Regions from separate parts of the Muntiacus reevesi genome. Here region 2 is linked to region 1. The links are chromatin contacts, called in public Hi-C maps. All regions are on one chromosome and are shown on one strand. The core of a region is the stretch at or near the end of the contact, and the rest is flanking DNA. Distances in the headings are between cores, read along the strand shown. Region 1 holds the start of BRCA1 (BRCA1 DNA repair associated). Region 2 holds the start of AOC2 (amine oxidase copper containing 2).

Region 1 (6,753 bases), core at 3,444-5,943:
CAATAAAGGCATCAAAGAACAGATAACCTGTGTGTGTGACAGGAATGTGGCTTGTCAAATATTTAACATTTTAGAAAGGGATGACAAGAAAAGCTGGGGGACAATAGTCTCTTGTGAAGGGTTCGGTAACATAACTCTTACAATCATGGGGTTTGTGACGCAGCATAGGACAATGAAATGAAAAATACTAGAGTAAGTCAGAAGACTGGGTTTCTACTGCAATCTCTTTATTAGCAGAGTGATCTCAGGCCAACCACTCTACCTGAACCTCAGTTTCCTTCTCGGTCACCCACTCTACCAGTCTCTTAAGGCTACTGTGAGAACAAAAGTAAATGCTACTTGGGAAAATGTTTACAACCTGAGATGATCTGTACCAATGTTAGTATTATTATTAGGACTGAATGAGATTTTAAGAAGAAAAACAACTGGACAAAGAGAACTCTGATTTGTTACCAAATCATTATTCCTCAGATAGGCTAGATAGCAAAAGAAATTCTCAGTAAAAGAGAAATTGGATTTAGCTATGATACCAGATGGCTTTCATTCTCACCACTGACTCAATTTTGAAATAATTATATTTCAGTATGGTAATTAAAAACTAAGCTATACAAACATACTGTAAACATAAACTTTGAAAAGATGAAAACTCCAATATGTAAAAAGGTAATGACTGTTGAAGGAAAAGCCTGGAGAATGGGAATGAAAGAAACAAAATTTAAATGTTTTCTTCTAGGTCATGATGAGAGTAAATGTTTACTATAAAAGTGATTCAAATTTTTTAAACACTCTTCAAACCTGGAAATATTTTAGGCCTACTCCTACATTTTGAATGTAAATTACTAATTACAACTTGAGCTTCCAACATGGTAAATGATTGGAAAAAGCAGCTAGGTTAGGTTTGAAATACAACCATACCACCCACTAGGATACACACTTTAGCAAATTCTTCTGAAAGTCAAATAATTTATATATTCATGTAAAAAGTTAGAAAGAAATACCAATTACCAGAAATAAATGCCAATAGTGACTCAGAGGCCAGAAGAAATTTCAGCTTGAGACCTCAAAGAAGATGGAAACCTACCCTACAGCTAACATAAGTAATACTGTTTCCAGTCACAATCAGGAATCATTTATTAAAACATAGCTGAAAACTGTAGTTCTGGGCAATGTTTAAAAAAAAAAATGAACTAAATATGATTCCCATCCTAGAATTCCCCACTTAAATGAGTTTAAGGTTTAACAACAACCAAGAATAGCTTTAGTTTAAAAACTCATGTGTATGTCTAATAGAAAACAGATTGAAAAAATAAAAAAGGAGCTGGAAAATACACAATAATTGACTGAAAATAAAATTTAACATTAACTTTCATTCTCACGTCTTTAATTTTTACTTTATCTGAGATTTTTAATTGATGGATTAATTTGCCAGAATGAGAAAGAATATTATATATTATGACTGGGTCTCACGGAAATGTAAAGTAAATGGACCCAAATGCCATATTATTAAGGACTTTTTGATCACTCTTTGTAATTATCATGAGTAAGTCTTATGCTCTTTCAAAAGCAATTTTTCCCCGATTGTCATTTTCTCCTTCCCTGGCTCTGATGGTTCATAAATTTGGCTGTAAAGCTCATTCAGCTTGGGTTCTTGTTTAGCTGAAATGTTGAGGGGCAGGAAAGCAGAAGGTAGGTTACTTATAAACCTTGTTTCTCTCTGAAAACACAACTTGCATTTTATTTCATATTATTTTCTTGATTCCAAATATGAAAAACAACTTTCATGAAGCACAAAGGAAAGGTGCAACTTTCCAGATTATTTTTTGAATAATATTCACCACTATCACCATATTAAAAAACTCAACTATATCAAAGAACCTATTTAGTTTATTAACACCTTCAACAAATGTTGACTGAGTGGCTATTATGTCCCAAATGCTGTTCTAACTACTGATGATATCAAGTAAATAAAACAAAAACCTCTGCCCAGAGTTTATATTCTGTGGTGGTTGAGAAAAAGGATAAATTATACGGAATGTCAGGTAGTAATGAGTTATGAAAAAACTAAGCATTATGGAGGAAAGGGAGATAAAGAGTATGTTGGGGGTGGGAATGTTTCAATTTCAAATTAACACTGTCTGCCTCTTTGAAGGATGGTATTTCCATCAAGATTTGTGAGCCACGCAATTACCAGGGGAAGAACATTCGTTGTAGGCAGAGGGAGCAGCAAGCAAAAAAGCTCAGACACAGGAGAATGTTTGAAGATCAGTGAAGAGGACAGAATGACCAGAGAATAAGAGGAGAGAGGGTAGTCAGTAAACTTTCTAAATTTCCCTTCTGGCTTTTCACCAAGAAATTCTGAGGTATGGTTTTTAATTTATTTTGTAGATTTATTTTAATTTATGTAATAGATTTAAGAGATACCATTGAGATCATTTAGCCTGTGGTTCATAACCTTTGTTGTACCATTGACCCCTCTCGGCAGCTGATAAAAGCTCATGAACCCCCTTCTCACAGTAATGTCTTTAAATATATAAAATACAAAATATAAAATTACATTAAGAAACTATATAGGGAAAAAAAAAAGAAGAAACTATATAGGAATATAGATAGGTCTCCAAGGGTCGTGGAGGGTAAGTTAAGAGCTCCTGAATCCACACAAGATACCTTTCTGGGGTTGAAAAAAATGTTCCACACCTTGACTGGGTTACAAAGATACATACACTTACCCAAAGACAAAGACTTGTACACTTATGTTTTCTGCATTTCACTGTAGTAAATTATAAGCCTTTAAAATTCTTGTCCCCTCCTTTTATTGTAGATAAAGAAAAACAAAGGTTCACTCATAATGTCTAAGACTGGGGAGGGGCACGATAGGATTGGCGGGGTGAGAGGTGTAAGACAGACTACAAGGATGTATTACATTGGGATGGCCAAAAAGTTTGTTTGTGTTTTTCCATACCATCCTACAGGAAAACTGAATGAAGTTTTCGGCCAAACCAATACAACACGGGGAATATAGCCGATCTTTTGTAATAACTGTAAATGGAGAGCAATCTTTAAAAATTATATAAAAAATAAAAATTGTTAAATAAATAAAGAGGTACAAAAGTCAAAGAAACTTGCTAAAGGTTTTGAGGATTTGCAATATTCTCATTTAAATATACAGGGCTAATTTCAGCCAAAAGTTCTCCCAGGACATACCCACTCACTGACATCAAGCATTCGTGATTTTATTTTCCCATTATCAATTAAGTCCATTCCAAGTGCTCAAGCTGGTTATGGAGCTGGATAAAAAGTCCAAATATCACTTAAGCTAAACCAGATTCCTGGTTCTACATTGATAGAACCAGTCAAGACAATTTGTGGACATTCAAGTGTGTGCTGAGGTGACAGAAAAAAAGGGAAAGGGAGAGCGCAAGTGGAGAAAATGGAGAAATTTCCTATATTCTTAAAGGTCTTCAGCTAAGAAAAGCAGCAACTTTAATAGCTTAACCTTAACAGACAACAATTTTTTTTCTCCTTACCATCTTAAGGTCAATTCATTTGCATAGGATATAGTGGATATACAAGAATTTCAAATTAATAAACTTTCAACTTACCATATTGGACACTCTAAGATTTTCTGCATAGCATTAAGGACATTTTGTACTTCCTCAACATGATCCACAGATAAATCCATTTCTTCCTGTTCCAATGAACTACATAAATCACTTTAAAAGGGTTATATAAACAGCAGTTTAGTTTCATTAAGTGATATTTAAGATTGGAATGCTTTAGAATCAGACCATAGAACCAATGACCAAAGCCTTATTTTTAAAAAAATTCTAAACGTTTTGTGTAATTAAGACCATTTCAATTCTGTTTGTGCCCATCTAGCCTCCAACCATTTCCTTTTGATTTTTTTCGTTCTCCAAGAAAGGGAAAGCCACAGTGGGATGATACAGTGGGGTGAGTGGTGGTACCCTCCTAATTCTTCAATCATCACAGTTGTTTTCTTTCTCGCCCTTAAAATAAAATCAACACCAACCAACGCTCCAATCCCTGTCCTTCCCCAGATTTTCCCACTGGCCTATACTCAGGATTCTCCTCAGGCACATCGGTACCAGCAGCACCTGGGCCTACGGAGGTTCCTCCCTCTACTCCCTTCTGGCCCCTTCACAGAAGCTCACAAGTATCCAGCTCTTAAGGGCTCTGCCTCGTACAAAGTCCTTTCTCCTCCTCTTCCCAGATACATTCCTGCCCCCGTTTTCCCTCAGGGTCCCTTTCTCAAATATACCAGCTCGTCTTTTTATACCATCTTGTCCCCCTCAGGACCCATCAGGATTCCCCCAAGGACACACCCTGCCCCCGCCCTTATCATCTGCAACTCCCCCAGATCCCGTGACACACAAACAGCCCCTCTCCCCACGACTTCCACAGATTCAACGTCTTAGGCTTCTCAGGTTCCACCTTCCGCCCGCCCCCCACCCGATAACATCCGTCTTGCTCGCCTTCAGGAGTCACCTCTCCCCGGCTCTCCCCACACCTGTTTACTGCCCCAGAACACCCCACGGGCCGCTCTCCCTTCCCCACGGTTCTCTCACCTTTCACCCAGAACAAGAGATCCGGGTTTCCTGGACCCAAGGCCCACTTCTCTGAAAAAGCCCCGGGACAGTCCTCGGTTCGGAGAGCTCACACCGCGCAGTCGCAGTTTCAACTAATCCGTAATTCCCGCGCTTTATTGTTGCCACGGAAACCGGCTGCTGCCGCGAGCAAGAGCCTCTCAGAACGCGAGAACCGGACACGTAACCGAAGGGCGGAGCAGAAAGTGCTGAGTCTCTCAGGGGCTCCCGATTGGTCATCCATTTTTTCCCTCTTTACGTAATTAGAAAGAGACGGAAGAGACCAAGTTCTCCCGGAGTTTTTCTAATAGGCGCCCTCCCTCTCACTTCAACGCTTCCAGTTGAGGGTTATTACGTCACAGTGATTGCCGTACTAACGTCGAGATCGCTCCCTGGATCCCGAATAGGAGCTCATGATAGTGCCTAAAACAGTCGCAGGAAGAGGCCCAGCACCCTCACCCTTTCCGCCGCAATGGGAGTTTCAAGTTTAGGTAAATAATAGGGTTGTAAGGGAAAAACTACGATATCCAGCATGCATTGCGGATCGAAAGGCCTTGGCCACAGTGTTCCTTGGAAACTGTAGTCTTATGGAGAGGAACTTCCGATACGGGAGGCAGACACGAGTCTAACGACAACTCAGCTGATAAACTGAAGAGCTCCAGAGCGCTTATGCATGTCAACAGATATGGATTGGAGTGTTATGTTTTCGTATGTCGAGAGTGGATAATAGGCTAAAGAACCTACAAGTCCTAGTAAGACTACAGTCCCCATCCAGCCCCGCGAGTCGTCCTCTAAGGTCGGTGACCTAAAGAAATGCAACGGGCGCGTTTTTTTACCTGGGAAGGGGAAATCATCCGGGGTCCCGGCCCACGGCTGCGCACTCGCAGTTCCGCCCCTTTGCCCCGTGTTTGTTATTGTTGTGAGGGTCAAGCTCCTCCTGCCCCGCCCCCGCCAACTTATTTTCGACCAATCAGTGGGGCTGTAGTTTTGAGGGACACTTGGTAAGAACCAATCATCTTGTCGAAAACTCAGATAACCTGGGGACTAGGCCCTGTCTCTGTCCGCCATGTTAGATTCACCCAGCAGGAATAGCAGCAGAGCTGGCAGCGAACGGTTCTTGCATTGGCCTCCGGCAGGCGCCCCCCGGGGGCGGGAAGCTGGTAAGGAAACAACTGCGGTTACCTAGGGGTGGTGTCACGTCTCACCGAGAGGACTTGGGGAAGTTTACGGGAGGAAGCCTCCAAAGGAGAAGGGCGACTTCTTCCGTGACTTGGACAACCGATCTTTCAGTGACCTGATGGGAGATCCGTTCGTGTTCTGAGGGGCCGAGGGGGCGGATACCACAGGAGGGACGGAGGGTCCGTGGTGCAGAACGCCTAGCTTCTGGTGAAGGACCCCAATACTCCCCAGGACAAAAAAGGCCTGGGCAAAGGAAACGAGAGAGTTCTCAGGGGGTGGTGACACACTCCTGGGGACAAGGAGTGCTAGGAAACGATAACTGGAAGACTAGGATGAAGTCTGCAAGGAAAAAAAAAAAAGATGACATTGCCCACACAGCCTCCTCACTCCCCCTCATCCCACTTTTGGGGAACCTCGTAAGGAAGTCGTCTTGTTCAGGGACCTCTGGTATTGAAAGGGCCCCGTTTTTCCTTTTTATTGAACACACAGCTTTCAGGTCACACATTTTAACTCCAGGATAGGCCTCAGGTGGAGACAGTAATCAAAGCTCAGGTTCCAGGTCAACTTCGTTAAAGGGATGTTTGAGATCCTGGTAAAATCGACTTAGAGGAAAAGCTGACTTGTGCCAGGGAAAGGTGAGCCGGAACATGAATTTGATATAATCCAGTTAATAATGAAAGCTGGAAGCCTAGGCCCCAGCTACCCGACTTAGTCGACTAATTACAGTGACAGAGGACACTAACCACAGCTTTGTCACAAGTTCAAGACAATACTCTTGCTGAAAGAATTTCACATCCAAGGCAAATAAATAGGCGACTCTTTATAAAGACCTGGCTATAGTCCAGCTAAACTAGAATCTCCCACTTCTGTTTTCACCTCCCTAGTCAGCCAGCTGGATGTGTTCCAACGTATCTAAACTTGTTTCCAGTTGTGTAATTTGAGAAAGAGGGAAGAAGGTTAGCTTCCTTTTGGA
Region 2 (6,780 bases), core at 1,518-4,017, 300 kb before region 1:
GCCACCCTGCATTCAGATTTGAGTGAGATTTGGGTCATGTGAGTGAGGGTGGGGGGTTGTGGGGGTGTCTCATTTTCCTAGTGAGGTAGGGGTTGAATAGACACGTGATTCCCTGATCCTCTCCTCCTAGGTCACTCTACATGACATGATCCTGAAAAATATTGAGAAGATCAAACGACCTCGGAGCAGCAATGCAGAGACACTGTACTGAGGCCGGGGCCAGGGTCAGGGGACTCTGTGAGTCTGGCTCAAGACCGACATTGCCTTGGTTTGTTACATGACTATCGTGATGGGGAAACTGGCTGGAAATAGTAATCACACCTCTCTCTGTTTTTAGTTAGAGTCTAATGAAACTCTCATGTAGTTCTGTGACGTGTTTACCTCTTTTTTCAGGCCTCAGGAACTCTTCTATTTCCTTCCCTAACACCCCCCTGTCCTAATTTCTGGAGAATTCCAGATTTGTGTGCGCAGGATCCTGGCACAGGAATACTTGTGTTTTCTCTCCCTGGCTCCCTCCTGTGTCTTGGGCTTTGTGTTTTCTTCCTTTTGATGAGTTGGTTAGAAGCTGAGGGAACTGGAAGGAAAGTGCTCGGTGTCTTGTAGGAACTGGGCCGGGGTGGAGGGGACCAACTCCTCTCTTCCAGAAGGCAGGTTAGTGTCCCTTGCCACTGTGGGATGTTGGATCCTCCCTGCCACAGTTGCCCTGGTGATGACTGAGGGTTTCCCGTCTACATACATTGTACCTTGAACCTGATCATGACAAGAAACACCTTAGACCTTCTTCTGCCAAGCCCCTAGCTCCTTCAGGTGTTTTTGTAACTAGGATTTTCACATACACATATGTGTGTGATATATATACACACATGCAGCACACACATGCCTTGCTGCTATTACTTGATGCCCTCTCCTCCCCCCCTGCCCTGCCCACCTGTAAACCCTCTCTCTCTCGCTCTCGCTCTCTCTCTCTCTGACACACACACACACACACTCATTCACTCACTCACTCACTCTGTTTAGAAGGTGATAGGTGTCTTAGTCCTCTTCTCCCAGGACCCATTGTCTCCTGCTATTGTAGCCTCTTGGTGCCTGAGGCTGTGAGTTGGAGGGGAGCTGAGAGATGAAAAGCGGAGGGAGTGGGGAAGGCCCCTTCCTCTGGGACTCGAGTCCTTTTGGGTGTTTTTTGCAAAGGCTTGTCCTCTGACCCCTGGTTGCCTCTTCCCAGGCCAGTTGTAAATTGGGATAAGGGTGTCTGCAGCTGTGAGGCTAGATGCTGCTGCTGCTACTGGGCTTTCCCTTTGGGAAAAATGTTTTCTTATTTGTAGTATTGTGCTTCCCGGGAAAGCAGTCACTTGTGTGTATATGTGTGTGCATTCACACACAGGCATGTACACAGTGTGTGTATGTGGAAATCTGCCGAGCAAGTCAAAACCATAGAAGAGTTGCCTCTTATCTCTCAAATCTTCCAGAGATACCACTTGTTACAGCTTTTGTGTTAACCCTCATCTACCCCTACTTCTTTTATTCTGCCACTCCTGGGGAGTCTGTTGGTGGCTCTCTTTCTTTCTCTCAGTGTTTCTGACTTTTATCCTTGCCCCTTCCCTGCCCCATCTCTGTCTTCCAACCTCCAATCATATTTCCATCTGAGCGCATCATTTTGGTCCCCCATTATGTTATAGAGGAGGAGTTCGGATGCTGTCTTCCCATGAATAGTACTCAGTAACAAACCAATTGCATTTTAGTTGGGCAGTGCCCCTACCACCCTCCAGACCCCTTCCAACTAAAACCCTTCCCTCCTCCCATCCTGTGTTTCTCAGTTTCCCTTTTTGTTTGTTGGATTGTTCCAGTACCCCTCCTCCTCCCCCTACTGCCCTTGGATCGTAATGTAAAATTCTTTTACCATGTCAAGAAATTATTAAAAATACAGGTACTTTGACCTCTTTCTAAAGCTGCAGACGCTGATGCGATGCCCTGGTGGCCTGGGACACACTCACACTTAGGTGTGTGCACATTGGGACACCCACCTCCATATATACCTCCAGCCACCCTACTGGGTGTCTTTACTTCAATTGAACTGCCTCTTTTTTCTGAAATAATGAAAAGACTGAGGCTTCTGCCTACCAAGAGGCAAGAGTGGGTCCTTCATTTGTGTGCAGTCTGAATTAAATGCAAGTTGAAAGAAAGTGAAAGTCAGTCATGTCCTGCGAGGCTCCTCTGTCCATGAAATTCTCCAGGCAAGAATACTGGGTGGGTAGCTATTCCCTTCTTCAGGGGATCTTCCTGACCCAGGGATCGAACCCCAGTCCCCTGCATTGCAGGCAGGTGTCTGAGCCACCAGATAACTCTTCTCCAACCTAACTTGCCTTCTACCCTGACAATATCCCAGCTCCTTTCTTCCTTCTCCAGTAATACCCTGAACTGTCAGTAGAGGGTGCTGTAGTTCCATGTGTGGGGAATCACCTGACTCGAGGCACACCACACCCCATGGTTTTCTTTATACAATACTTCTCTCTGAATAATGTCTTAAGTTTCTTGAGGATATGCCAGGGACTCCTGGTTCCGACTTTCAAATGACTTGGAGGGCTGTTTGGGATCTTAGCTCCCTCTGAAATAAAAGTTTCCTTAACTTCCACCTTGCAGAGTAGCGTACTGATATCCATTGATCTGGGATCCATCGTCTCTACAAAAAAAAGACTTAAGGTCTTGAATGGTGGAGGAACATCTCTTCTATTCTGTTTCAGAGATCAGTACCTGTAGCTGACCGTTTTTGAATGCCTGCCCCGTGTCAAGCTCTGTGAAGCACTTTATCTGCGTGATCACATTTATTCTCCATGAATCTCTAGGGTAGTTTTATCCCTTCTTTATAGATCAGGACACTGAGTCTCATGATAAGTAAGTCCCCTGAGGTCATGCCGCTTCAGGACCTGTGATTGGGATACAAATTGACTGCTGTGGCCAGGTCTTCACCACTCGTTTCTCAACTGGCTAGATGGAAGAGGCCTGAGACTACAGACCAAGGGCTTTGCCTTAGGCATCTGGCAGAACACAGTGCTTACTGCTGAACTGGGCAGTGGATCCTGGAAATACTGGGGTGGTGCCTGCCAGAAGGTAGGAAAGTGGCCAGAGTGGTTGCATGTGGCTCATAGGACTTGATCGGGCATCTGAGATTTGCATTCTTCCTCAGACCCATGCTGGGCAGAAGGTAGAGTTTAACGTCTATACAAATGCCCTCTAATCTGCTCTAAATGATGGCGCTTGGGAGTGGGTACTGACCGTGCTGCTGGGAGGAGTTCAGGGATGGGCTGAGGCGATGCACGTGGAAGTCGTACCTTGAGCCAAACCACAGAACAGAAAATTGGAGCAGAATTACACAAATCAAGGTCAGAAATTTCCCGTCCAACCCACAGGGTGGAGTTTTCGCTATTCCTATCCATCCTCCTGAATATAAACCCTGATTTGATGTCAGTAACTGGAAGGAGCAGCTGGTGGGACTCTCCTTTCAGCTCTCAGCATTCACCATGAATCTCAAGGTAGTCCTCGTGTTCCTGGCACTGTCTGTCATCACCATCTTTGCCCTGGCCTATGTCTTGCTGACTAGCCGTGGTGGCTCCAACCTGCCTCCCCGCTGCCCCTCTGTATCCCCCCGTGCCCAGCCCTGGACACACCCTGGCCAGAGCCAGCTGTTTGCAGACCTGAGCCGTGAAGAGCTGATGGCTGTGATGAGCTTCCTGACCCACAAGCTGGGGCCAGACCTGGTGGATGCAGCCCAGGCCCGACCCTCAGACAACTGCATCTTCTCGGTAGAGCTGCAGCTGCCCCCCAAGGCGGCAGCCCTGGCCCACCTGGACAGGGGGAGCCCCCCACCTTCCCGGGAGGCACTGGCCATCGTCTTCTTTGGCGGACAACCCCAGCCCAATGTGACTGAGCTGGTGGTGGGGCCGCTGCCCCAGCCCTCCTATATGCGGGATGTGACCGTGGAGCGTCATGGGGGTCCCCTCCCGTATTACCGACGCCCCATGCTGGCAACTGAATCTGCCCAGATGTGGACGCATCTGAAAGAGGTGGAGTTCCCCAAGGCCCCAGTCTTCCTGGCTTCTGTCTTCAACTACAATGGCTCCACTTTGGCGGCTCTGCATGCCGCCCCTCGTGGCTTGCGCTCAGGGGACCGTGCTACCTGGATAGCCCTCTACCATAACATCTCAGGGGTCGGGATTTTTCTTCACCCCGTGGGGCTCGAGCTGCTGCTGGACCATAGGGCCCTGGACCCTGCCCATTGGGCTGTCCGGCAGGTTTTCTACCTCGGGCACTACTACGCAGACTTGGGTCAGTTGGAATGGGAGTTTAAGGCTGGCCGGCTGGATGTGGTTAGAGTTCCTCTACCCCTGCCAGATGGGGCCTCTTCCCTCCGCTCCCGGGTCTCCCCAGGCCCTCTCCCTCCTCTTGAGTTCTCACCTCAGGGCTCCCGGTACAGCGTCCAAGGGCACCTGGTGGAGTCTTTCCTCTGGACATTTACCTTTGGCCATGGGGCGTTCAGTGGCATGAGAATTTTTGATGTTCGGTTCAAGGGTGAGCGAGTGGCCTATGAAGTCAGTGTCCAGGAGTGTGTGTCTATCTATGGCGCCGATTCACCCAAGACCATGATGACCCGATACCTTGATAGCAGCTACGGACTTGGCCGGCACAGCCGAGGCTTGGTGCGGGGAGTAGACTGCCCCTATCAGTCTACCATGGTGGACACCCACGTGTTGGTGGGTCAAGGGGCAGTCCAGCTGCTCCCGGGGGCTGTGTGTGTATTTGAGGAGGCCCAGGGACTACCCCTCCGAAGGCACCACAATCAGCTTCAGAGTCATTTCTATGGTGGTTTGGCCGGCTCTGCCCTCGTAGTCAGGTCTGTGTCCTCTGTAGGCAACTATGACTACATTTGGGACTTTGTATTGCACCCAAATGGGGCACTCGAAGGGCGGGTCCATGCCACGGGATACATCAACACAGCTTTCCTGAGCGGGGGAGAGGAGAGCCTCCTCTTTGGGAACCGCGTGGGGGAGCGTGTGCTGGGGGCGGTGCACACACATGCCTTCCACTTCAAGCTGGACCTGGATGTGGCAGGTGAGTGCCCCGGGGCATGAGGATGGAGAGTTGGGGTGGGCCAGAGGGAAGGGAGACCCCCACATCAAGCCCAAAGAGGTAAGAGGGTGGCATTCCAGTACCACAGTTTATTGTGGCAACAGCAGGGACTGATGTGAGTGTTTTGACTGCAGTCAGCCTAGATGCTGGGCCTACTGGGTGTTTAGCAGAAGATGGGGTTCCACTGCCTGGCCCCTCTGACCTGCAATTCCATGCTGAGCTATCTGGCTGCCTTAGCCTGTGAGTAGGGAACTGGCCTTCTCAGGCTGGATGCAACTGGAGCTGTGGCTCTGCGTTCTTTGTTATTCTGAGAGACTGTGGAGGTGGGGAAAGCAAGGGGATGAGCAGAGGGAGGTAGGAAGCAGTGTCTAAAGAGGTTTAAAGAGTGGAGGTAGTGCTGGGACTTGAGAGAGGGAGGCGCTGGCTGGGGGCTGCTCCCACAGGATTTCAGATGACAGCATAGGGGCCCAGGCGCCTTCTGGGGAGGCCCAGCCCATTCCTGCCAGCACGCGTCATCACAATAGGCTCTCCGGTGACACAGCGCGCCTGCAACAGGCTTGATGCAAATGTAGAGGGATTTCTCCAGTAGGCTCTAAGCACCAAGGGGGCTTTCTCCTCTTGACATTTTTTTGTCCAGTTCAGAAAATAACCAAATCAAACTGTTCGCCCAGAGAGAAAATTTGGAATCCGCCAGACCCTGTTTTTACAGTTACAAAAATCGAGGAGGGTGGGGGGAGATGGGTCAGAAAGTGGCTGCCTGTATATAATGCACCATAACTTGGCATATTTCTTGTGAAACATTTTCATATTCTCTTGAGTATAAAGATGGCACATGTGCCTCTGTGAGAGAGAGAGAGAGTGTGAGTGTGTGTGTGTGTGTGTGTGTGTGTGTGTGTGTGGTGTGGAGGTGGAGGGGAGGAGAGCTAAGAAAATAGCATGATGGAAATGCTAGTATTAACTAGATTATTCTTTGACAAATTTGGTATATGACTATTTTCTGATTTGAAGTTTTCTCTCCAGCACTTTGACGTTAAAAAACCTTGTCTTAGGATGTAAAATCAGGTAACACTGGATCCTTAGAGGATGCAGTGCAGGCTGGTGTTGTGGGCCAGAGGCTGTGTCAGGCGACTGCACAGAGGGCACTAGCTGCATTCAGGACAGCTCCCTTGTTCCAGCGCCTTCCTGGGAGTCAGACTGGAAGGAACTGACCCTCTGAACCTGCAGCAAGAGTATAAGTGTTTCAGGGATCACCCCAGACAATTTAAAGATACAAATGTATTTATTTGTGAAAAAGACAAAGTGGTCCCTGCCAAATTGAGAAGAGAAGAAAAACAAAGTTTCAGAGTCAGGAGGAGTGTGCAGGGCCCCAGAAGAGGGGATCAGGTTTTTCCAGCCAGCTTCTCCAAGACAAAAATCCCTTTCATAGTTAGAAGAATGTTGTTAGCCACCTGTGTGTGCTTTTCCATTTATGGAGCTCAGCCATAGAACAACTTTTTTTATGCCTAGTGTAGAGATTCACAGGTGAATCAAATGTGCTTCACTACAGAGAAGCAAATAATTGGTCCAAGGTCTATTGGATAGACCAGGGCCCAGAAAGCTGCAGCGATAGAAATACATGCATGCCTTGTCCAGTCTGTTAGCCACCAACCATAGGTAGCT

The links. Hi-C and Micro-C count contacts between places; a contact is called where the count stands out from the background.
Region 2: a contact with region 1 is called in a Hi-C map of blood, with 4 times the contacts expected there. The contact joins the promoter of AOC2 here to the promoter of BRCA1 in region 1. A contact is called at or near these places in 2 of 3 Hi-C or Micro-C datasets (blood and muscle).

The regions. Positions count from the first base shown.
Region 1 is chr18:19,335,636-19,342,388 of mMunRee1.1, reverse strand. It overlaps BRCA1 (BRCA1 DNA repair associated), which reads right to left and starts at 4,693. Exons shown (of 23, transcript XM_065908767.1): 1 at 4,584-4,693; 2 at 3,600-3,710. The coding sequence starts at 3,679. It overlaps NBR1 (NBR1 autophagy cargo receptor), which reads left to right and starts at 5,609. Exons shown (of 21, transcript XM_065908766.1): 1 at 5,609-5,761.
Region 2 is chr18:19,633,287-19,640,066 of mMunRee1.1, reverse strand. It overlaps AOC2 (amine oxidase copper containing 2), which reads left to right and starts at 2,767. Exons shown (of 4, transcript XM_065908732.1): 1 at 2,767-5,103. The coding sequence starts at 3,516. It overlaps PSME3 (proteasome activator subunit 3), which reads left to right. Exons shown (of 11, transcript XM_065908735.1): 11 at 131-1,921. The coding sequence ends at 211.